Linked DNA regions of Sus scrofa: all the other regions are linked to region 2. A link is a contact called in public HiChIP or PLAC-seq data. All regions are on one chromosome and are shown on one strand. Each heading gives the region's core, a stretch centred on a gene start, on an enhancer-like site or on the middle of the called end of the contact. The rest is flanking DNA. Distances are from core to core; before and after follow the strand shown.

Region 1 (4,288 bases), core at 944-3,443, 480 kb after region 2:
GCCAAAAAAACCCCTAGGTTTTTCTAAATTTTCTAAAATTTCCCCCAATTTTTAAAGTTTTACCTTTCACATTTTTGTCTTTCATCAATCAAAATTTGTTTATATAATACATAATATTTCCATTCTTCCCTTCTTATTGATTAATTTATTCCTTCTCCTTTGGTCGGCAATGTCACTGCTGGCTTAAATTCCCCTTCGTTAGCACGGGCCCATCTGCTTCTGGTTTCTTTATTCTAGTCTACTGATCGAGTTGGTGATCTACGTAAGCACCACATTGTCTTAGTTGCTGTAACTTTGAAGTAAGTCTGACCTCTAATAAGGCAAGTCTCCCCATTTGTGGGTTGGCTTCTCTTGGTCTCTTGCTTTTTTACATAAATTTTAGAAACAGCTCAACAAATGCCATGATAAAACCTGTTGGGATGTTGATTAGAACTGCATTGTGGGGAGTTCCCATTGTGGCTCAGTGGTTAACGAATCCGACTGGGAACCATGAGGTTGCGGGTTTGATCCCTGGCCTTGCTCAGTGGGTTAAAGATACGGCGTTGCCGTGAGCTGTGGTGTAGGTTGCAGACGCGGCTCGGATCCCGTGTTGCTGTGGCTCTGGCGTAAGTTGGTGGCTGCAGCTCCGATTGGACCCCTGGCCTGGGAACCTCCATGTGCCATGGAAGCGGGCCAAGAAATGGCAAAAAAGACAAAAAAAAAAAAAAAAAAAGAACTGCATTGTGTCTATAGACTGTATATATCCTTCAATAACAGCTTATAATTTTTTCAGGAAAGACTTACAAGTCTTTGGTTAGATCTACCCCTAGGTGGCGCTCTCTTGCACACGTTCTCATCTGTAAGGTAACATTCACCGGTTCCAGAGATTAGTATGGGGACATCTTCGGGATCCATTCTTCAGGTTACCATTCTTGGCATGCATTTGATTAAACCATATGTATTTGAAGTGGAAAAAAAAAAGTTGAATATTGGCAAGTCCGTAGTATTCAACCTAAAGTTTCCCAATATGCAAGAGTTACTGTTAATACTAAAAAACAAAGAGGAGATGATTTTACCATAAACTACCAGCTCTAGGCCTGTCCCTGTTGCTTTAGGAATAGTTAGACAACTTTCAGCAGAGTCCTGGCACTTTAGGGCTCTCTGTGACACAATCCTGGAAGCATAGGTAGGTCGCCCTGTCATGGAAGAGGGGTTGCTCAAAGGCGTCAGGAAGGTCTTCTTCCCACAGAGGAAGGGAAGCCCTCTGCCCAGATACCGGATCCTCTACCCCGCACAGCACAATCACTCTTTTGAGAAAAAGCAGCTCCAAAAGTCTTCTGTGTTGTAAACATGTGTGAAGCAGGAACAATGTTTGTGGCAGAGCTGAGCACTGCCCTAGTGGAACCTGCAGTCAAAGGAAAAAAGTCAGTGATACTGATGCTGTCTTCCTTTAAACTTTTATTCACCATGACTCTTTTTTTCATTAATTGGCATTAAAGATATTGCAAAAATATGATTTATTTTGATGACTGATTTGGGGGGCACCCCCCTTGAACTTTGCACCTTTGACTTCACTGTCCTGAACTTAACCCCCACTCTGGTCTGTAGGTCTCTCTTGGAAGCTATTTTCGCTAATGAGAGGATGGACACTCCTAGCAAAAGTTCAAACTTTATCTGTAGAGGAAAAACACATGGCAATTGGGATTTACTGAGACGGCAGGAAAGGCGGGCCATCTCGCAACCTCGAAACCGCCCATGGTTCAAGTGACTCTCTTTGCTACCAATTGCCTTCTCCAAGTGAGAAAGAATAAACTAATTTCATACCTATTCAGTCCAATAAAGTGCATTGTCCTACCTCTACCTCCAGTGATAAGAGACAGGAACAGTGCACTTCCCATTGCTAAGCAACAGTCAAAACAGCCCGTGGCATCTGTGCAGGCTGACCAAGCTGATAGGAATCAGTGTCTAAAGTTCTTGTTTGCATTTTGAAGTCAACAATCATTGCTGTTCTCTATTAGTGTTCATTAAGTTGGTTTATGGCTGGACCAACTCCAATCTCCACTTGGTGATTTGAATGCCTTGTCCTCCTAGGGAAAGAAATATTTGGCAATAAAAACCCTGGGCTCCTTTCCTCTGCTCATTTCCCCTGGATAGGCTGGGAAACTGTGGTCACCATCCGTTGTTCTCTGGCCCGGGAGAACAAAGCCTCTGTTGAAGGTTCTGGAAGAATGGGGTGGAGAACGGGGTGGAGAAGAAGGCTCTGCTCGGCCGCAAGCTGGCCTCCATCCACTCCACCCTGAAAGTAGGCCAGTGGAGCAGAAGTCTCTTGTGTGAAATGAGCTGGGGCTGAGAGTACTGCCCTGCTGCCCCAACGCCAGCACTAAAGTTTCGAAAGAACCTTCTGAGCCTCCTTCATGGACTGGTGCCAGAAAGGGACACTACCCGGGGACCTGATTAGCTCCTGCCTCCCTGGCCTGGGAGTGGGTCAAACAGTGGCTCCAGTGTAATGGTAGAAAGTTCCATCCAGCTTGAAAGAGCCGCCCTTGGATGCTATTTCCCAGGTGTTGACTCACCCTGGGGATGGCTGACAGGCTGCCAGCCCCACAGAGGAGCCCGCCTGCCACCTTATGTAACCTTCCCTTCGTCCCCAGCTCTCAGGAGCCAGGTCAGCTCTGAAAATAAAACCAGCAAACAACTTAGAGCAATTAACAAGGATGTCGTGCTTCTTCCTCAACTCCAATCCCAAACCCCGTTCCACTTCCAGCACTTTCCAGAGCGGAAGAGTGGCTCCTGGCCAGCATATCATGTTTTCCCTGCTCTACCGGTGAGAATTTCTCAGGGCCGAGCTGGATAACAAGCCTGTGTGCACCCCCTAGTGTACACAGGAGCCCAGCGCCACGCAAAGTCTTGTCTGGATGAGGCTGGGCCTGGCCAGTGGGACTGTAGAGGTTTGTGAGTGGGTGGGGCTGCAGGGCCTAATTCCACAAGGTCTGGGTCAGGTAAGAGGGAACCATGTTTACACACCTGATTCAGTTCATGACCCAGCAAATTGTCCTTCTTGCGTTCTCGGCCCTGTTTTCTTCTGATTCGCATCTCTTCTCTGCTGGCTAGGAAGCTTTCTGTGCCTCCCTGACTGGGGGGACGTGAGGATCTAGCGTCAAAGTCCCGTCATCTCCTTGAGAAGATGTAGCATGGCCTTGGCTTGTGGTTAATACGTGTGGAAGCCTCGTTGTTGTAAGATTAGAAAGTAATCTAGTAGTTTCTCTAAGAAACTCTGAAAGTCCAAAGTCATTTGTTTTGCCCTGATTCCCAAATAGCACACAAGCTGCGGAAGGCTGAGAAGATCCAAACAGCCCGTTCATTTTCTCATCATTCTGTTGATCTTTCTCTGAAAGATGCAGAAGAGAGTTTAGGTAAACGTGAAAAAGAATCCGTTCTCAGTATAAGCCAAGGTAGTATGGGCACGGGAATGTGATGTGGGTAGCAAGAACCATGGGAATCTGGAATTCCTGTTGTGGCTCAGTGGTGATGAACCCAACTAGTGTCCATGAGGATGAGGGTTTGATCCATGGCCTCACTCAGTAGGTTAAGGGATCCACTGTTGCTGTGAGCTGTGGTGTAGGTCTCAGAGGTGGCTTGGATCCAGTGCTGCTGTGGCTGTGGTGTAGGACGGCAGCTGCAGCTCTGATTCGCCCCCTACCCCGGGGACTTCCATATGCCACAAGTGCGGCCCCAAAAAGCAAAATGTTTTGCTCAGGGAAAAAAAAAAACAAAAACTGCAAAACAAATGAAAAAAAAATGCTATAAAATTGGGTTGTGATGATTGTTGTACAACTATAAATGTAATGAAATTCACTGGGTAATTTAAAAAAAAAAAAACAATGGACATCCTTAAAAGAAGAATTGACAGTCACATACCCAGGAAACCAGGAGGCTTACCTACCTAGAAGATTTAAGCTAATTGTTGCTTAAAGAATCTTTCCAGATTGATTAGTTTAATTAAAAAGTCAAGAGCAGGAATGAAGTGGATTTAAGATTATGTACTAACTTTTGCCAACAGAAGAGCTGACACATTATGGTGAGAGTGATCTTGGAGGTTCCATTTGAGGAAAAGTTTCAGGATTGATTAGTGATGTCTGCCATGAACACAGGACTGAGGAGTGCTGGTATGCATGGCAACTAGGCAAGAAGAAAAGAAAGTATACTATAAGAATTAAAATTGTATTAATTATAATTATAAGAAAGTATTAAGAAATCTAAGCCATCTTAACCTTTCATTGCTGTTTTTTTGGTCTTTCTTGTATTTGGG
Region 2 (4,331 bases), core at 1,690-4,189:
TTCCATTTCCCTTCCCATTCTATTAGCTAATACTTGGTGAGATTGCCACATCTGACGGCAAAGAGGGGTTACCGGGAAAGGTAGTCTGGATGTGTGTCTAGAACAAAGAAGAAACAGGTTTAATAAAGAGTCAGTCTGTCTCTGCCCTGTGTTTCCTCTCTGAAACTTCAGCCCAACCTGACTTCTCACTTCTCTGAGCTCCTATATCACTTAGAATCAGTGCCACCAAGTTTAGGATCTAATTATCCTGAATTATTTCACATTTGTACAGTTTAAATCGCCAACTATATAATAACTTTCTTGAAAGTGTGAATTTTGTGCTCAGCTTTTGGAAGTGTCCCCTACCACTCAGTTTTGAATAAACTGTAGGCTCCAAAAGATTAAATCTCCGACTGAAAGGAGAATGTTCTTGTTCTAACATATTTAGGGATGCAGCATCGTGGTCTGCAACTTATTTCTTGTGTTGTTCCTTCAAATTTTCTTCTTGGATTTGAAATCGGTCAAAATACAAATTTGGAAAAAAAAAACAGAGCTCCCATCTTGACTCAACAGTTCACAAACCCAGCTAGTATTCCTGAGAATGCAGTTTCGATCCTGACCTTGCTCAGTGGGTTAAGGATCTGGCGTTTCCGTGAGCTCTGGTGTAGGTCATGGACGTGGGTTGGATCTGGTGTTGCTGTGGCCATGGTGTAGGCTGGTGGCTATAGCTCCAATTCAACCCCTAGCCTGGGAACCTCCATATGCCACGAGTGCAGCCCCAAAAAGATTAAAAGAAAAAAAATTGGAAAAAACTCCACAAGCCTGGAGTTTGGTGAGGGCACTGTAAACATTAGTGCCACTTCCATGGGGATCAGCATCATCTGTCTCAGTTGTTTCCTTGGCAGTGTGGAAATCAGCCCGTTCCAGGTTGTTATAAGAATTCATTCAGTCATTCTCCAGGTTGTTAGGAGAATTCATTCAGTCATTCTGGAAATACTTGTTGAGGTCTATGGAGTGCTTGATATTGTTGAGAGGCAGGGCATGGGGAGATGAGCAATGTAAGTAAGACTCTGCCCCATGGGGGGTTGGATGAGCTAGTGTAGACAAACTGCTTTGTGTGGAGAAAACCTTGGCTTTGTGATTGATCCAGTAATGGTGAGGTTTTGAGTTTTTTGGTATGATGTGGGGTAAGGGGGGGAGGCTTGGTGTTATCTCAAGTTTTTTGGTTTGTGTTTTTTCACTTTTTAATCAATTAAAGTATAAGTTGATCTACAGTATCTCAAATTCTTAAATAGAGACCTTGCCCTCCTTTTTTCTTTGCTGAAAGAGGTCAGTATTTAGCAGCAAACAGAGGAACTCAGCTCTTGAATATTCTTCAAGGCCACAGATAATTTCCCCGAAACCAAACCCTGGGTTACTGTCCTCAGTATCACTCTCTATTTGAGTTTAACTCATTACTTTGTTGCTAGGCTCAATGTTTTCAAGGCTCCACGTTTATTTTCTGTTGCTATTGGTCTTAGTAAATGAGAATGACATATGGACCTGAGTTAAATTGTTGGAATCATAATTTGTTTTGTTTTCAAAGAGTAGTTTTCTCTCTCGACTGCACTGTACTGTGGATGGGAAAATACACTGACATCTTAGTAACTCTAATCTATTATCCACCTGTTCAGATGCAAACACAATGCATGTGGCAAATTACTTTATATGCTGATAAAGCCTGTGTTTTGGAAAAATGTTGGGCTGTTTATGTACTAAAAGATTGTTTCGAATCAAGCCATCTAAACTGTGCAGATGAAGAAAAGGAAGTGTATTCTGAATAGCATCATCAAAATTCCAGGAAGGGTCAGGCTGCAAAATACAAGATGTGGTGAGTCTGTAATTAGGTATCAACCACATTTTATTTGATTGCGCAGCTCCTTGGGCTGAGCTCTGGCATTGGTCAGAGAATAGCTCTCCAGTCCAGAGGAGTTCATTTTAGAAGATGACCCAGGTGAATAGTCTAGCTCCCCCAAAAGCCAAGACAGAGCTAACCCTTCATTTATTATGTGTTTCCTTCATGGAGCAGGGCATAGAATTTCTGGCAGATGAGAGCAGAGCATTTCTAATAAAAGAGATGTCGTTGGGGGGGCAGGGTACTATCTTTGGAAATTATGTTCACTTTCTTCTCAAATCTAAGGCTTCTCTCTTAACTCTATAGAAAAAAACTTTTTTGGCAAAGTTTCCAAAACTACACTTTTGGAGGTACCAAGTCTAGGCCAAGGACATTAATGAGATATAGAGCTCATGAACTAGCAGGCTGGGTGGAATAGTTAACTCTGTCTCCTGATATAATGAGCTACTGTGTGGTCTCTCCCTACACTGAGCAAGGGTTCATTTGTATCCTTAATACCAAATATTCACTCACTACAAAGAAAAGGGAGAAGATCTCCATATTTGTAATAAGACCAATGTGAATATTAAAGTAATTTACATTTTTTAAGCAAAGTGCTCCATGCATTTTTACTGCAGTTACCACATATCCTGATTTGTTTGTGGTAGTTTGGGTTTATGTGCACTGTCCCAGTGTAATCACTAGTACTGCCTCCTTTTATTTTCAAAAGCATCTTGATGTGTATGATAAATTATGGTCACCTTACTTAACAATGGTAGTCAATATGTCTGGCAATAGTAGGTCAAGTTTGTTTTGACCAACTTTTCTGCTGAGAAAAGCTGCTTAAAATTAAAAAGGAAAAACTACAACAACAGCAACTCAGTTTGGAAGCACTGGAGAGCCATCAAGGCAATAAGGAATTGCAGAGATAAGATTTGGGGGGAGGAAACTCCCCTCACCTAAGAGGTGAGCCCAGCATTTGGATCTTCTTCTTGAGACAGTCATCAATTCCAAAAGTAGTGGCTAAGAGACTAGACACTTAGCAGAGCTTTCAACAAACTCCTGGGGTTTGGGGAATGGTAATTGTAGTCAAGTCCTGCCAAGGAGCAGAAACCCTAGTAAACAACCTCAGCTTTCATTTGGAACCCTGAGTCAAGATGAACCAGAAATAGAAAAACTCTCACAGGGACTGAAGCCAAAAATAAAATATTTTCAGATTAGTGTCACTAACTTAGATGCCTGCCAGAAGCAAAAGCAAAAATCCTCTCTGGAGGAAGATACATCTTCTGGAGCCTCATGTTCACTAGAGTTTTTCATGGACTATATCTGCCACCCAATGAAAAATAACTAGATATATGAGAAATCAAGACATAATAAAAAACCAAGACAAAAATTTGACAAATAAGAGAGAGATACCTACAAGGGATCCAAATAGTGAATTAATTATATATGGTCGCTCAAATAACTGTAACTGATATAGTCAAAGAATTAAAAGAGAAGCTTTAAAAATTTTCCAGAGAACTGAAAATTACAAATAAGAACCTAGAACTGAAAAACATAGTTACTGAAATCTAAATAGATGAAATTTTGCGGGTAGTGAAAAATCCCTGTAAGATTGGATATTGGTGATGGTGATGGTTTTTATAACTGAATTGATACTAAAATCATTGAATATACACTTATAGTAGGTGAATATTATGGTATATAAATTGTGCTTTAATAAAGCTGTCAAAAAATGGATGCATTCAGTGGCGTAGGTATTGTTGAAGAGAAAGTTAGTGAACTAGAATATAAGGCAGAAGAAAATACCCAAATGAAGCACAGAGAGGCAAGATGATAGACAGTAAACACAGAAATTTGAATGGAATGGTACAGGGGATATAGACGAAAGACCTAATGTACAAGTATCAGGAGTTTTGGTAGGTGGGGAGAGAGAAAAGGGAACAGAAGAAATAATTGAGAAGCAAATGGCTGAGGATTCTCCAAAACTAACTAACAAATGACACAAAGTCACAGAATCGAGAAGCCCTAGGACATTAAGCTGGATGAGTGAAAAGAAACTTCGCCTTGGAACAACAGGGTAAGATTTCTGAAAATAAAAAGGAGAAAAGCTGAAAAGCAGCCAGGGCTGGAGGGATGGGTAACTCTTGTCTTCAAAAGAGCAACAGTAAGATTGACAACTGACCCTTCCACTGAAACAATAGAAGTAAAAAGCAAATAGATAGTATTTCAAGTGGCTGAACTGTTGACTCTGAATTCCATGTCTACCTAATAGGTTCATCAGAAATAAAGATACTAAAATAAATAAATAAATGCAGAAATAAAGATACTAAAAGTATCTTTTAAAAAATTATTATGAGCAAAAAGACCCTTGAATAGGTGAGACAAATAAAAACTAGTGGGTTTAGGCCCAAATATATCAGCAATTATATTAAATATAAACAGAGTAAATATTCTTATTAAACGCTAAAGATTATTA
Region 3 (4,636 bases), core at 327-2,826, 300 kb before region 2:
TGAGCCTGTTGCAAATTGTCTTCTTTTCTGGGCTTTCCATTTCAGATGTAGAGTCAGAGGCTTTAAAACATACGAACTTGACCACGCATTTGTGTAGACATTTAAACTGCTGTCATCGTAAAATTATTACGGTAGTTTTAAACTCTGTCAGAAAGCTTTTAACAGAACTCTGTTATCAGAGTCAACTTGAATCAATTGGGTGAAACTTTCTTTTCCTTTCTTGCGCGTTGTCTACTAGAGAAGTTTCTTTTAGTGACCCAATTTGTTAGAGTGTGGTGCCATTCATTCTGCTGGTTACCAGTTCGGCATGACAAGTGGCCGGATATCCTTTTCATAGACACCTTCTATCCACAGATCGGTTGTTTGGGGGAAAAAAAATTGGACCTAGTTCTTCAGGAATACTTATTTCCACAAGCTGATGTACAGAAATCAGATGAGCCCCTATGGTTCAGTTGTGCTGTCTCTACACTGGCATCCATTGCTAGATGGGTCTCAGTTAAATAGGAGGGAAAGCGCAATGGCAGTACATATTCACATGTTCATATATCAGCATCCATCTCTGAGTCAGGAATCTTGATGAAAAAAAGATAAAAATTTATTTATTTATTTATTTTCTTTTTAGGGCCACACTCATGGCATATGGAAGTTCCCAGGCTAGGGGTCCAATCAGAGCTACAGCTGCCAGCCTACATCACAGCCACAGCAGTGCTGGATCAGAGCTGCATCTGTGACCTATACCACAGCTCACGGCAATGCTGGATCCTTAACCCACTGAGCAGGGCCAGGGATCAAACCCTCGTCCTCATGGATACTAATTTGGTTTGTTACCATTAAGCCACAACAAAAACTCCTCAAAAATTTTTAAATGTGAAATTGCCTCCTCAATCATTTTTAGTTCCAATTAAATTAATGTCTTTTGTGGACACTGTAGGCAAGCATAGTATTCAATACCACTTAGTTGCTATCTCTCTCTTACTTTCTAATTTTCATTTAGTTCTTAGTCTTTGCTTTTTAGTGTGAGCTTATGGTAGAATAAATCAAATTAGCTTTAGTGGGTAGATTTAGTTTTCTCTAATAACTTACTAAGCAAAACATACCTTCTTCTTAAGTGAAAAAGCCAAAGTGGATTATTTTTTATTTGACTGACAAGGAAAGGCATTTCTAATTTTATTTAGTGATTGAAATAAATTGCTTTACCATAAATTAAACGTGAAATATCTATATGATCTTCTTTTAATGAACAAAGCCCACTGAGAGCCAAGCACATTTGTAGTTGGTCTCTTTAGCCAGTTGGTGGTGCTAAAAATTCTGATAAGAAATTAACTGAAAGGAGAGGAAGTTAGCCCAGAGCCTTTCTTAATAAATGTTGTCTTATTAGTTTTTGAAAAATTAGTACCAAAAACGTATGCCCAAATTATTGCACCTTCTAAATTTAGGAACTAAACCGAGTATCTCTGATGGACGGCAGAGTACATTTCTAGTAAACTTCTGTACATATGTCATTGGCTCCCATAGGATTTGCCTGTCGGAGATGGCATAGTTGTGTAACTCCCGGCTCCATTCTGGAACTCGCCCGTAGCCTGCTGGCTGGGGAACAGAAGTGAGGCCAATACTGTGTGCTAGTGCCGTATTCCTGGGTCTATTTAGGTGTGGAATTTAGAGCTAAGAAGTACTATTTTGTATTATTACTACTTTTTTTTTTTTTAACTATTAATGTGCTTTTTGTGGACTAGGTTTGTTTAAGCCTTTGTTTTTTAGTGCCTAACAAGTCCCGTAGAGCGATAGTCTGTTGCCTGAATGTGTCCTGGAGATGCGGCCAGAAAAACAGAGGACTTGGAGTTAAGACGTCAAAGGTCTGGATCCATCAGTCAGATCTAACCAAAGATGTTACTTGTACTAGTCTTAAAAAAAAAAAAAGGCCTTACTTAGTTATACTTTTAAATTTTACACTGGCTAAAGCACCTAAGTAATAGCATTTTATGATTTTATTATCCCATTGAAGTTTTCTTCTGACTTGTTTCAATCTTCCAAACATAGAATATGCTATGGAAAGCTATCAGAGTTTTAAAAAGTAAAAAAAAGTAAAAAAGAAACAAAGTCGAAAAAATGTTTTTAACAGATAATCCTAGAACTGACTTTTATGATATTATAAAGACTATTTAAATTTAAATAATCTTCCTTTCACCTAGATAAAGACTGCCTGTCAATTCAGGAAGTCAGGAAATTTAAAACCCTAGAGCAGGTTTGAATTTCCCTACATATTTCATAACCGCCCCTTGGTCACTTACATCTATTTTTTTTGGCTACACTCATGGCACATGGAAATTTCCGGGCCAGGGATCGAATCTGCGCCACGGCAGTGATCTGAGCCACACGTCACCAGATGGCAACACTGGATCCTTAACTGTTAGGCCACCAGGGAACTCCCTGTATCAGTTCTTTAGAGCTCAGTTTTCCCAGCTTGTAAAATGGGAATAGTAATCACTTTTCCCCAGAGTTGGTGAAAGATGAGATCCCGAGGGTTTGTTAGGTGGTGTTTTCCCGACACTTCCCTCCTTTGAGGCAGAGACGGTGACTCAGTTGTTTTTGAGCCCCACACGATACCCCTGGACTTAGCCAGGGCTTTAGGGCAGGAAGTCCTCTTTGTGTCCGGTAATGCCTCGTGCTCCACTAATGAAGAGATATTTCTAGGTTGTAACATTTCACAAGGATTTTGCAGACTCAGACTCGTAAAAGAGCTACTCAGATAGATCTGGTTTTCAGCTATTTGCCTGTCTATCCTTGGGGATATTGACTTGTTGGTGTGAATCTGCCTAAACGTGTAAGACTGGAGACGCAAGTATGAGATTTCCAAAAGGTAGGATAGCAAAGGCGTTACTAAGAGTTTGTTCATCCATCCATTTGTTTGCCCCACAGACTTTCACCGAGCATTACTCTTCCAGAGATGAACTCCAGGAGAGCCGCAGCCCACCTCTGAGAGCTGCAGGCATCAAGCAGCCGGATGCTTCTGTTTGGCAGGAATTGATGCGCAGCCCTTATTTCAGGCACAGCAAGATTATTTAAATTTAAATATTCTTTTTAATAATATTATAAAACTCAGTTCTAGGATTGTCTGTAACAACATTTTTTTTTTTTGCATTTAAAACTCTGATGGTTTAATTGAATTTTCCACAGAATATTCTGTGTTAGAAAGATTGAAACAAGTCAGAAGAAAGTTCAATGCAATGGTAATCATAAAACACTCTTACTTAGATGCTTTAGCCAGTATATAATTTAAAAGCGTAAGTGTGTAAGGTACGTTTTTTTAGAAATAGCACAACTAATGTCTTTGGTTAGATCTGATTGGTTCAGATCTTTGATTCTTTGAGATACACAATCAAGGAAGCAGGTGGTGGCAGAGATTTTAGAAATTCAATATACCTTCTCTCATTATATAGCTCAAAAAATGGAGGCTAAGTGAATTTCATGACTTATCCAAGGTTACACAGACTCAGATCAAGACTCACATCTCCTAATTCCCAATTCAATGCGGAGGCATTATTTTCCCATCCTCGGTTCTGCAAGATGAGCCTTTTTGGGTGTAAAGAAGGATAAGTGGGAGTTCCCACTTCGGATCTGTGGGTTAAGGATCTGACATTGTCTCTGTGAGGATGCGGGTTCAATCCCTGGCCTTGCTCAGTGGTTTGGGGATCTGGCATTGCTGCAAGCTGTGGGGTTAATTTGCAGATACTGCTCAGATCCGGTGTGGCTGTGGCTGTGGCATAGGCTGCAGCTGCAGCTCTGATTTGACCTCTGGCCCAGGAACTTCCATATGCTGCAGGTGTGGCCCTAAAAAGAAAAAAAAGGCAAGCGTATGCTTGTTCATCCTCAATAAACTTTCGTACTAAACATGGAATATCATTCCTGCCCAGTTATCAGGAAACTTGCAGTGTAAGGGAGGCAGTTAATTAAGGCGCTCCTCCGTACCTTCCAGAGCAGAGCTGGAGAGGGTGCACACACCAGGCACATCACCTGCAGACCTCAGCCAGAGCAGAGGCGTGCCTGGGCCGGTTCCATGCAGAAGCAGGCCGGGTTTCCACTCGCCGGCTGCCTTGCCTGCTTCTCGTTTCCCGAGAGACAAATGCTGTCCTAGGCCGCAGGTGTATTAGTAATTTCTGAGTTTGTTCCCCACTCAAAATGACCTCATTGTTTTGTGCTTCTTTTCCATAATTATACAGTAACAGGAAAATAAACCAGCTCTGCGTACAGCCCACAGCAGAAATCTCATGCTCTTTATGTAAGTTTGATTTATAGACGTGTACTGCAGAGCGGAGTGACTATGAAACATTCATCTTCCCATTGCTAGTTGCCATGGAAATCAAGTACACAGAGCAGTGTCATTCCGGCCCTGGTGATGCCTGCAGTAGTTTATTCCTTTGTTGTTCTCGTTTCTTAAGCAACTGCCTCGCCTTCTTTCATCATTATAATTAATCATGCACACACGTTTTTATCTTTCATCTCAAGTACTAAAAATGTATGACAAAATTTGGAAGAATTTAAATGTTCTTGTGGCTTTAAATATGCATTTGTGATTTTCCCCCTCAGTCCCACTGGAAAAATAGGTCATGTAAGGGAAAAAAAAAACACATATTAACGT

Evidence for each region. HiChIP or PLAC-seq counts read pairs in DNA pulled down with a chosen protein or histone mark.
Region 1: an H3K27ac HiChIP or PLAC-seq map of skeletal muscle shows a contact between it and region 2, with 17 times the contacts expected there. The contact joins two enhancer-like sites. A contact is called at or near these places in 4 of 47 Hi-C or Micro-C datasets (embryonic fibroblasts, fetal skeletal muscle, heart right ventricle and 1 more) and 1 of 2 datasets of contacts at active chromatin or transcription factors (skeletal muscle).
Region 3: an H3K27ac HiChIP or PLAC-seq map of skeletal muscle shows a contact between it and region 2. The contact joins two enhancer-like sites. A contact is called at or near these places in 3 of 47 Hi-C or Micro-C datasets (embryonic fibroblasts, mesenteric adipose tissue and retroperitoneal adipose tissue) and 1 of 2 datasets of contacts at active chromatin or transcription factors (skeletal muscle).

Annotation. Positions count from the first base shown.
Region 1 is chr7:110,948,861-110,953,148 of Sscrofa11.1, reverse strand. No RefSeq gene overlaps it. Among named protein-coding and RNA genes, the nearest start is that of TTC8, 220 kb to the right of the region's middle. Within about 2 kb of position 2,193, at least 30 of the 83 cell types and tissues checked have an H3K27ac peak or open chromatin away from gene starts, as enhancers often do. A contact at or near this core is called in skeletal muscle and subcutaneous adipose tissue, where this site is marked.
Region 2 is chr7:111,432,274-111,436,604 of Sscrofa11.1, reverse strand. The region is part of intron 1 of LOC106504536; the gene reads left to right. It also overlaps a transcript of FOXN3 not described here. Among named protein-coding and RNA genes, the nearest start is that of FOXN3, 93 kb to the right of the region's middle. Within about 2 kb of position 2,939, at least 8 of the 83 cell types and tissues checked have an H3K27ac peak or open chromatin away from gene starts, as enhancers often do. A contact at or near this core is called in skeletal muscle and subcutaneous adipose tissue, where this site is marked.
Region 3 is chr7:111,727,596-111,732,231 of Sscrofa11.1, reverse strand. The region is part of intron 5 of EFCAB11 (EF-hand calcium-binding domain-containing protein 11); the gene reads left to right. Among named protein-coding and RNA genes, the nearest start is that of EFCAB11, 36 kb to the left of the region's middle. Within about 2 kb of position 1,576, at least 12 of the 83 cell types and tissues checked have an H3K27ac peak or open chromatin away from gene starts, as enhancers often do. A contact at or near this core is called in skeletal muscle, where this site is marked.